Regions from separate parts of the Mus musculus genome. Here all the other regions are linked to region 3. The links are chromatin contacts, called in public HiChIP or PLAC-seq and promoter capture Hi-C maps. All regions are on one chromosome and are shown on one strand. The core of a region is the stretch at or near the end of the contact, and the rest is flanking DNA. Distances in the headings are between cores, read along the strand shown. Region 1 overlaps Arpp21 (cyclic AMP-regulated phosphoprotein, 21). Region 2 holds the start of Cmtm6 (CKLF-like MARVEL transmembrane domain containing 6). Region 3 holds the start of Pdcd6ip (programmed cell death 6 interacting protein).

Region 1 (2,700 bases), core at 190-2,689, 1.6 Mb before region 3:
TGTTCCTACCCGTAAACACCTCTGAACACACTCTTAAAGACCAAGCAGGGAAGCAAACCTTTGCTGGCTGCATCAGATGCTATTTCTGGTGACCTAGAGATGCTTTTGAAAGTATAGATGGATATTCATGCTCAGCCCAGTTCCCATGGCATTCTCACCGATGGGAGTTCCCTTTGAACACTGGGAAGGAAACAAAACTCAGAATACTTTTCAAAGTAAGATTTGCTTCAGGCCAGTGGTTCTTAAATATTAATGCCATATTAATTGCTGAAGAATGCATATCATAGGAACTGAACTGACCTACGTTGAGTTTTAGAATCCATTGTGTTTAAAGAGAAAGGAAGCTTTTGTTAAGATTGAAGGAATGCATCTGCCCCACCCAAACAGAATCATTTTTGGCTAGACATTGGCAATTAGAGGAATTTGTGACTCCCCAAGTCCCCATTTATTAGTGCTCTGCATGACCCTTCCACACACCAGTCTAAAAGCAGGCACAATATGATTTCAAAAGCAGTTATTTGGCCCTGGTGTTCCAGTACAGGGGAACGCCAGGGCCAAGAAGTGGGAGTGAGTGGGTAGGGGAGTGGGGGGGGGGCATGAGGGACTTTTAGGATAGCATTGGAAATGTAAATGAAGAAAATACCTAACTTTAAAAAAAATCAGTTATTTAGGAATCATGAAAGAATGTTTTTCTCTTAGCTAGATTTTTTCTTTTAAATCGTTGTTGGGGATAGGAGGTGCGGTAAGGAGTGGGGCTGTGTGTAAGCCAGCAGTGGGGCCATGTATATTCCAGCAATAATCTCACGTTTTCTTTGGTGTGAAAGTTAGAGGAAAACCTCTGAGGCTCATCTTCACCTCGTTTTTTTTTTTTTTTTTTTTTTTTTTTTGTATGACGCAGGCTCCCTGACCCTCAGGCTTCTGGCTGTTCTCTTTTCTTCACCTCCCATCTCAGTGGAGGAGATCTGGGATTGAACATGTGCTCTACCACAGCTAGCTTTTTAATGTGGCTCCTGGGGATCTGAACTCTGGTCAGCACAGTTGTATGGCATGCGCTTTACCCACAGAGCTATCCACCCAGATCTCCAATTTATTTGTTCATTTGCTGGCACTGTGGATTGAACCCAGAGCACTGCACCTTCTAGATAAACATCCTACTACCAGGTTTCATGCCCAACTATGCCTTGGCTAATTGGTATCCCATTCACAGGCGCTGCCAGAGGATGAGTCTCCCATTCACAGGGCAGTGACAGGCTCCTTCATTTTAAAGTCTTCACAATTATAATTTGATTTCACAACATCTTCATCTCCATTTTTTTCTATGTACATAATATAGCTCAGGCAATCATGAAGTCCCCATCAAGTTCCTTTAGGACTAGCAGACATACAACTCCCAGCTGGTGTGTCTTTCCACTTCCTGCATCTACTCCCACGCCTGTTAGCTCCTCAATAAAGCCATCTGTTGTGATTCCTCAGAGGCTCAGCCTCCCCAGAGGCTCTCCAAACCCAAGCCAGGCTCCTGCTACAAATATAACAGAAACAGCCACATGGCAGCTGTCCCTTTACGAATGCTGCCTGTCAACCGAGAAGCAAATGGAAAGAATTCAAGTTGACAGTCTTTAGAACAATGCCACAAACCCTCGGGGCTGGGAGTTGAGGCAGGAGGATAGCTCATGTTGATGCTGGGAGCTGGTATTACTGAACTACATAATTTATACCCAGTTACTGTCACACAAGCCAATAATAATGAGCAAAGGAAGGGGGCTTGGACTCTTGTTAGTCTGATTCTCGCCATCCCCTTAACAAACCCTGGCTTAGTATCTTTTCATAGGCTTCTGAAATCTGTAAGTACACACAATCATGCACAGGATTTCTTGCTCTATTCCATCTCATTACTGAGATGGAAGGAGATTCCTACAGCGCTGCAGTGTTACTGAACAGGATGGGGACACAGGCTCACTCTTCCTATTTGGGTAATTTAAATTATTGACATTTTAATTCAAAGTACAAGTGTCTGTTGGCTATACTGGAAGGGACACGTGGCCAAAACAACATTGATTTTTCTGCCCCAACTATCTTTCTTCAGTTTACAGTGAATGAGACCCACACCAGCAAGTTAAGATACTTTGGAAGATACCGCATCAGAGCCATCACAGACTGAGCATCTGAAGGTAGGAAAATAAGTTTCACTGGATTAATCCACATGAGAAGAAAGGTGGGCATGGTGAGAGAAAAATATTAGAAAATAAATGACATTAACATGTTTTTTCATCTCTATTTGTACTGGGGAGCTAATCCTGCAGAGGGGGCATTGGCCTCAGCCTGCTTGGATTCCTGTGGTGTCAGCTGAGCAGGTAGCAACTCCGCAGAAGGGAGGAGAAGGAGTGGGCTTGTGGCTCTCCCTTCTGTGACTGACAGGCTCAGCAGTGGGGTACGAGAGAAGCCAGCCACTGTGTGTGCATATTCATCATTGCTCTGAGGAAGGCAGCAATCAGAGACCGAAGGATCGATATGCTGCAAAGAAGTTGAACTTTAGATCTCAAGTGGTGTGGGGTTATTGATTTCCCGGTGCTTCCAGGAAGCCGAATGCTCCAGGTCGCTCAGGTCATCTACGAACTTGCTGTGTAATATTTCCAGAATTAGAACTCAGTCGGCTCACCTTCTTAGAATGTTCAGTTTCTATGTTTGTCTTGCTACATTTTA
Region 2 (2,700 bases), core at 132-2,631, 1.0 Mb after region 3:
ACAAGAACAGGGAAGACAGCTTAGCTGGTAAAGTGCTGGCTGCCATTGGTGATGTGAGTTCGATTCCTAGAACCCATATAAAAAGACCAATGTAGCCTGTGCTTGTAACGGCGGAGCTGGCAAGGCGGGACGCTGATCTCTGGGTCTTCTTAGCCTTTTAGCCTCACCTATCTAGTAAGCTAGGTTCAGTGAGACACACTGCCCTAAAACAGGGTAGATGGTGCCTGAGGAACATACTCAAGGTTGACTTCTGACCTCCACACTTGCACCCGCGCGAGCCTGCACCTTCATACGCGGGTGCACCCCTCCCGCCCATGAGAAGATGACTATCTGAAAGATGGAAGATAGTGAGACGTGAGAAATAAGTCAAATCTCTGTGGGAGGAGCATGGAGGGGTGCAGCTCAACGGGGGGGGGGGCGGGGGGGCGGGGCGGGGGGAGACGGGGACGGGCGCGGGGGAGGAGGGCGGTTAGCATACAGAAGGACCTCAATGTGATCTCTGGCAGTTTTAAAAAAACAAAACAGGCTGAGGGGAGGAGGAGCACGTGCCTGTAATCTCAGCACTTCAGAGACAGAGGCAGGAGGATTGTCACTAGTTGCAGACTAGTGCTGGCTATGTACATAGTTCTAGGCTAGTCTGGGCACGTGAAACCTTGGTTTTATTTCTTTTATTTTTAAATCAGACCGAAACGAAACTAAAAGACACAGATCAAGTCAGGGCGGAGAGGTGGCTCAGTAGGTAAAGGCGCCAGTTACTAAGCCTGAAAATGAATTCAATTCTCAGGAAGAAATGACTCAGAATAGTTTTCTGACCTCAGCACAACGCTCCTTCTTAGATAGGTGGATGGACGGATGGATAGATAGATCGATAGATAGATAGATTAAAAATATAGATAAAATAGATAGATTAATCAAAGTGTAATTTAAAAAATCCAAAAAACAAAAAAGCTGAAGTCCATCGAAAGCATGAAACTGTCAAGAGTTAGCCGGGCAGTGGTGGCGCAACGCCTTTAATCCCAGCACTTGGGAGGCAGAGGCAGGCAGATTTCTGAGTTCGAGGCCAGCCTGGTCTACAGAGTGAGTTCCAGGATAGCCAGGGCTACACGGAGAAACCCTGTCTCGAAAAACCAAAAATAAATAAATAAATAAAATAAAAACCCAAAAAAAGAAAGAAACTGTCGAGAGTTAACCAGAGAGCAGGAAAGGCAGAGGGGTGTGGCGAACAAGAGGCGCGGCAAACCATGGGGGCGTGGCAAAGGGAGAGAAATTCTATGGGCTGGAGCTCAGCAAGCGAGGGGGCGTGACGAGGCGTGAGGAGGGCGGAGTTGACCGGAAGCGTGGGCGGAGTCCCAGGAAGTGACGCCCCCTACCGCTCGGCCGAGAGTTTAGCTGGGTGAGCGAGTGTTTGCGGGCGATGGAGAACGGAGCGGTCTACAGTCCCACCACCGAGGCGGCCCCGGGCACTGGCAGGGGTGCGCGCAGCGGCCTGGCCGCCTACTTCGTCCTGGGCAGGCTCCCTTGGCATCGGCGCATCCTCAAAGGCTTGCAGCTGGTGAGCCTACGGCGGCGGCCGGGACCTGTGGGCTGAGGGCTGGGGTGGATGCCTCGAGGCTGCCGCTCGCTCGGCCTCCTCGTTCGGGAAGCAGCCGTTTCCACACCCCAGTTCCTTCCCTTCCTACCCGGGAAGGAGGCGTTGCCGTCCACCGCCTACCCGTGGCCCGGCCTCAGCCTCTTAAACCCTTTTTCCCTTCTCTCAGCTAGAATTCTTTCATTATCGCCCAGAATGCTTGTGTTTCAGACAACGTAGTGCTTTCTGTTTATCTTTTCTGGCTTTTGCGGTTTTCCGGGTGCTGGCCCATTAGGGCAATATAACATGTCGGATAGTTTGTGTATGTGTTTAACTTGCACAGTGAGTTTGATCAAGGCAGAGAGAGTCGAAAGGGCATCTTTCTGCTTCATGTGTGCGGGTGAGAGAACCTGAACCTGCTTCTCTTTATTTCCGCCTAGGCGTGAAACTGTAGTCATCTTTGCTATTTAAATTATGATACTCCTGCTGTGTCTCAGCTGCCAATGGGTATTAAGGTTTTTCAAGAAGACACTTTTCGGAAAACCAAATTGTTTAGAATGTTTATGGGTTTTGTTTAGTTTTGTGAGCCATTTATGCTAAAAGTGGCCCACTGCCTTTCTTGGGAAGATTTAAAATTCTCAAAACGCCGATAATCAGAACTTACATTCTTGGAACTCAGTTGACCTACTTTCCTGAAGTAGAAAGCCAGCAGTTAGAAAACTGGCGCTGCTTTTAGGTGCCAGCTTGGGGATGAGAGGAAATCATTCAGAGACAAGTGATAAGTAGATCTGGTCTTGTGTAACCCCCTACATCCTCCTAAGATGTCTGCAGTGGACACCTTTAGGTTCCGCAGGCACCTGGGTTCCCCGTCTTTGCGCATTTGCAGAACCTGTTCCTTTAACCCAGATGGGTGTGGTTTTGCCCCCACCCTTCCACCTCCTTCTTTTCCTTCTCCCTCTCTCCCCTTGTTCCTCTCTTCCTCCCCCTCTCCTTTCCATTCCTTCTCTTCCACTCTTTTTTCACAGGGTCTCAAGTCTCATGTAGTCCAGTTAACTTTAGACTCACTAATGTAGAGGATGACCTTTGAACTCCTGATACTGCTGTCTCCACAGTGCTGGGATTACAGGTGTGCT
Region 3 (2,700 bases), core at 146-2,645:
GAGACAGCCGCTGGATACACAGGCCACATATACCACCCGCAGACAAGCACTGTGTGACTAACCCCAGCACTCGCAGACGTTCCTTACAGTTTTACAAAACTCGGGCACTTTAAAGCAAATCCACTCTAAAACTCTCGTGAGAGAACTGTTTGAAATCTGGCTCCTCACTCTGTCAACAGATAAAGTCTACTCAGTGCTGGGAGCCATTCTAACTACGGTAAGGGCTGCTAGTGGCCATCTGGCAACACATGCAGGAAACATCACGGGAGCAAGATGATGCCAAAACTAAGGGGTGTCTCTGGACAGCTCTGTTCCCACCCTAATCCACCAGCGTCCCTTGCATGAAACAAGATCATATTACCAGAAATTGGATCATAAGGTATCACGGAAATGTTATCATTATCAAGTACCTGGGTTGTCACCAATTGCAAAAAGGACCAGGGTATTCCATACGTGCATACGCCCGTGTCAAAAGATTTTTAAGTAACCAGTCTCAGCGGTCTACTATGTCATTCAAGTTTTCTTTCAAACGACTGTAGCTCCTAACTTTTACAACTGTCAGTCTGTCACTTGATTATTGGAACATGAGATGACTTACTTCAAGTGAACAATATAATAAGTCACCGACATTTGGTTTAGTGTCCAAATTCTCTCCCTTCCCTTTCGTAACTATTATTAGGAAATCTAGACGTGGTCCAATAAAGTCACAAACAGGGATTGTAAAAGGGAGACTCCAGTTGTAACACCCAAAAAGTGAAAACCGGTCAAACGGCTGTAACCAGAGAGATCATTACACGGCAGACGTCCTCCCAGGTAAGGAGCCTCGGTGACAGAAGGCACTCGGAAGGGAGGACAGGGTTATGAGTCCTCTCACCAGGAAAGAATGCTGACCACACCTACGCTGCTGGCCTGAGTCAGAGTGGAGGCCAGGCGCGGGGGAGAGGAAAAGGCTATGAAGGGAGGAGGAAGCGAGGCTGGGGAGGGGAGCGGGGACAGGAAGGGAGGCTGGGAGGGAGCCCCGCCGCCCGGGCCCACCTCAGCAACGTCTCCAGGGCGCCCTCATGCTTGTCCAGCGGGCGACCGAGCGCCGAGCGCCGCAGTTTGCTGAGCTCCTCGGCCGCACGGCAGTACTGGGCCTGCTCCTCGCCGCCGCTCGGGTACGTCTGCTGGATGAACTTCACCAGCGGCTTGGCCAGGTCCACCTCCGAGGTCTTCTTCAGCTGCACCCAGATGAACGACGCCATGGTGAGCGCCCGGCCGCCGCGTCGGGCCGCACAGACGGAGGGACAGCGACCACGGCCTAGGCGCGCTCGGCACCGGCAGCGGAGGAGCGGACCGACGGGCCGACGGACTGGGCCGCCAGCGCTTCGAGCTGGCCACTTCCGGGAGCCCCCGCGCAGGCGCAGTCGGAGGGGCGCGCCGCTCGGTCACGTGATGGTGCCACCAAAGCGTCGCTCACCTGGGCTCGCCTGTGCGGCGCCTGCGTGGTGGGATCAGGCGGTAGCCTACTGCGATGATTAAATTTTCAAAAAGATTCTTTTGGTTATTTTGGTTTGGTTTGGTTGTTTTGTTCGAGACTGGGTTTCTCTGTGTAGCCCTGGCTATCTTGGAACTGACTTGTAGTCCAAGCCGGCCTCGAACTCGCGGAGATCTTCCTGCCTATGCCTCCCCAATGCTGGGATTAAAGGCATACGCCACTACCACCCGGCTCAAGAAGATTTTAAATTCTCCTTAGATTCTGCTCTATTTTTCTTTTTAAAATATTTTTAATTGATTGTATTTTTCCTTTTTTATTACAAAAATTAATTTTATAGGTCAATATATTCTGCCCGGTGGTGAAATGCTCCTTTGTTATGCTTTCTCCTATGAGACCAGACCCTGGGGAGTATTGTGATGTGCGGTTGAAGGTCCATTGTGTGTGCAGCCTTACCCCCACCCCCACCCCCCAGGGCAAAAGTAGAAAAAGTCCCTGCCTTCGTGCAGTCTTCCAGGTAAGGACACAGTCGGTAGTAAGGTACGTAAAAAGAGATCTCTTAGAAGAACATAGCATAAGCAAGATAATTTAAGAAACATCCTCCCAGAAGATGAATTTAAAAGAATACTCGCAATTTGACATTAAAAGAGAGCACGGGTGGAGAGACTTAAGTGGGAAGAGGCCCCAGACCTAAAGCACGAGTATCCCATATCCAGAACTTAAAAGGGAAGTAGAGACTAGAATGAAAGGAAGTTGAAGAGTGACACCACAAATCATTATGAAACTTGTAGTCAGTGTCTAGAATCTATTTAGTACAATCAGTCGTACTTAAGCAATTTTTTTTATATTTTTTACAAAGGCCTCCCTGGGTAACTGGGGAAATAGATTAGCAGTTAAAGACTGTTTGCTGCTCTGCCTGAGTGAGAGGCCGACCTGGGTTCCCAGTAGCCTCTTTAGGAACACACTCAACACCTGTAACTCAAGGCGACCCATCACCCTCTTGGGGCCTCCTCTGGGGCCAGCCCTCACGCGCACATACATAGAATGTTTCTTGAAGGCCTCCCAGAAGACAAGTCTGGTATTTTTACTGTTTATTTTTATTATGGTTTATTTATTGGGGAGTACTCAGAGGTCAGAGGTCAACTTCTGGAATCAGTCCCTTCTACCACGTGGGTCTCAGGGGTGGAACTCAGGTGGGCATGATTGACAGCAAGCACCTTTCCCTG

What was found. Promoter capture Hi-C pulls out the DNA fragments that hold promoters and counts their contacts. HiChIP or PLAC-seq counts read pairs in DNA pulled down with a chosen protein or histone mark.
Region 1: a contact with region 3 is called in an H3K27ac HiChIP or PLAC-seq map of large pre-B cells, with 11 times the contacts expected there. The contact joins the enhancer-like site here to the promoter of Pdcd6ip in region 3. A contact is called at or near these places in 3 of 39 promoter capture datasets (the C10 cell line, hippocampal neurons and second pharyngeal arch cranial neural crest) and 2 of 115 datasets of contacts at active chromatin or transcription factors (embryonic forebrain and large pre-B cells).
Region 2: a promoter capture Hi-C map of erythroid cells shows a contact between it and region 3, with 19 times the contacts expected there. The contact joins the promoter of Cmtm6 here to the promoter of Pdcd6ip in region 3. A contact is called at or near these places in 1 of 39 promoter capture datasets (erythroid cells) and 1 of 115 datasets of contacts at active chromatin or transcription factors (the 230-238 cell line).

Annotation. Positions count from the first base shown.
Region 1 is chr9:112,101,167-112,103,866 of GRCm38.p6, forward strand. All of the region lies in intron 19 of Arpp21 (cyclic AMP-regulated phosphoprotein, 21), which reads right to left. Gm51694 (a long non-coding RNA gene) reads left to right here. Exons shown (of 3, transcript XR_003948255.1): 1 at 1-2,700. Among named protein-coding and RNA genes, the nearest start is that of Gm51694, 15 kb to the left of the region's middle. Within about 2 kb of position 1,440, at least 59 of the 459 cell types and tissues checked have an H3K27ac peak or open chromatin away from gene starts, as enhancers often do.
Region 2 is chr9:114,729,822-114,732,521 of GRCm38.p6, forward strand. It overlaps Cmtm6 (CKLF-like MARVEL transmembrane domain containing 6), which reads left to right and starts at 1,382. Exons shown (of 4, transcript NM_026036.3): 1 at 1,382-1,552. The coding sequence starts at 1,415.
Region 3 is chr9:113,706,864-113,709,563 of GRCm38.p6, forward strand. Pdcd6ip (programmed cell death 6 interacting protein) reads right to left here and starts at 1,396. Exons shown (of 18, transcript NM_011052.2): 1 at 1,036-1,396. The coding sequence starts at 1,244.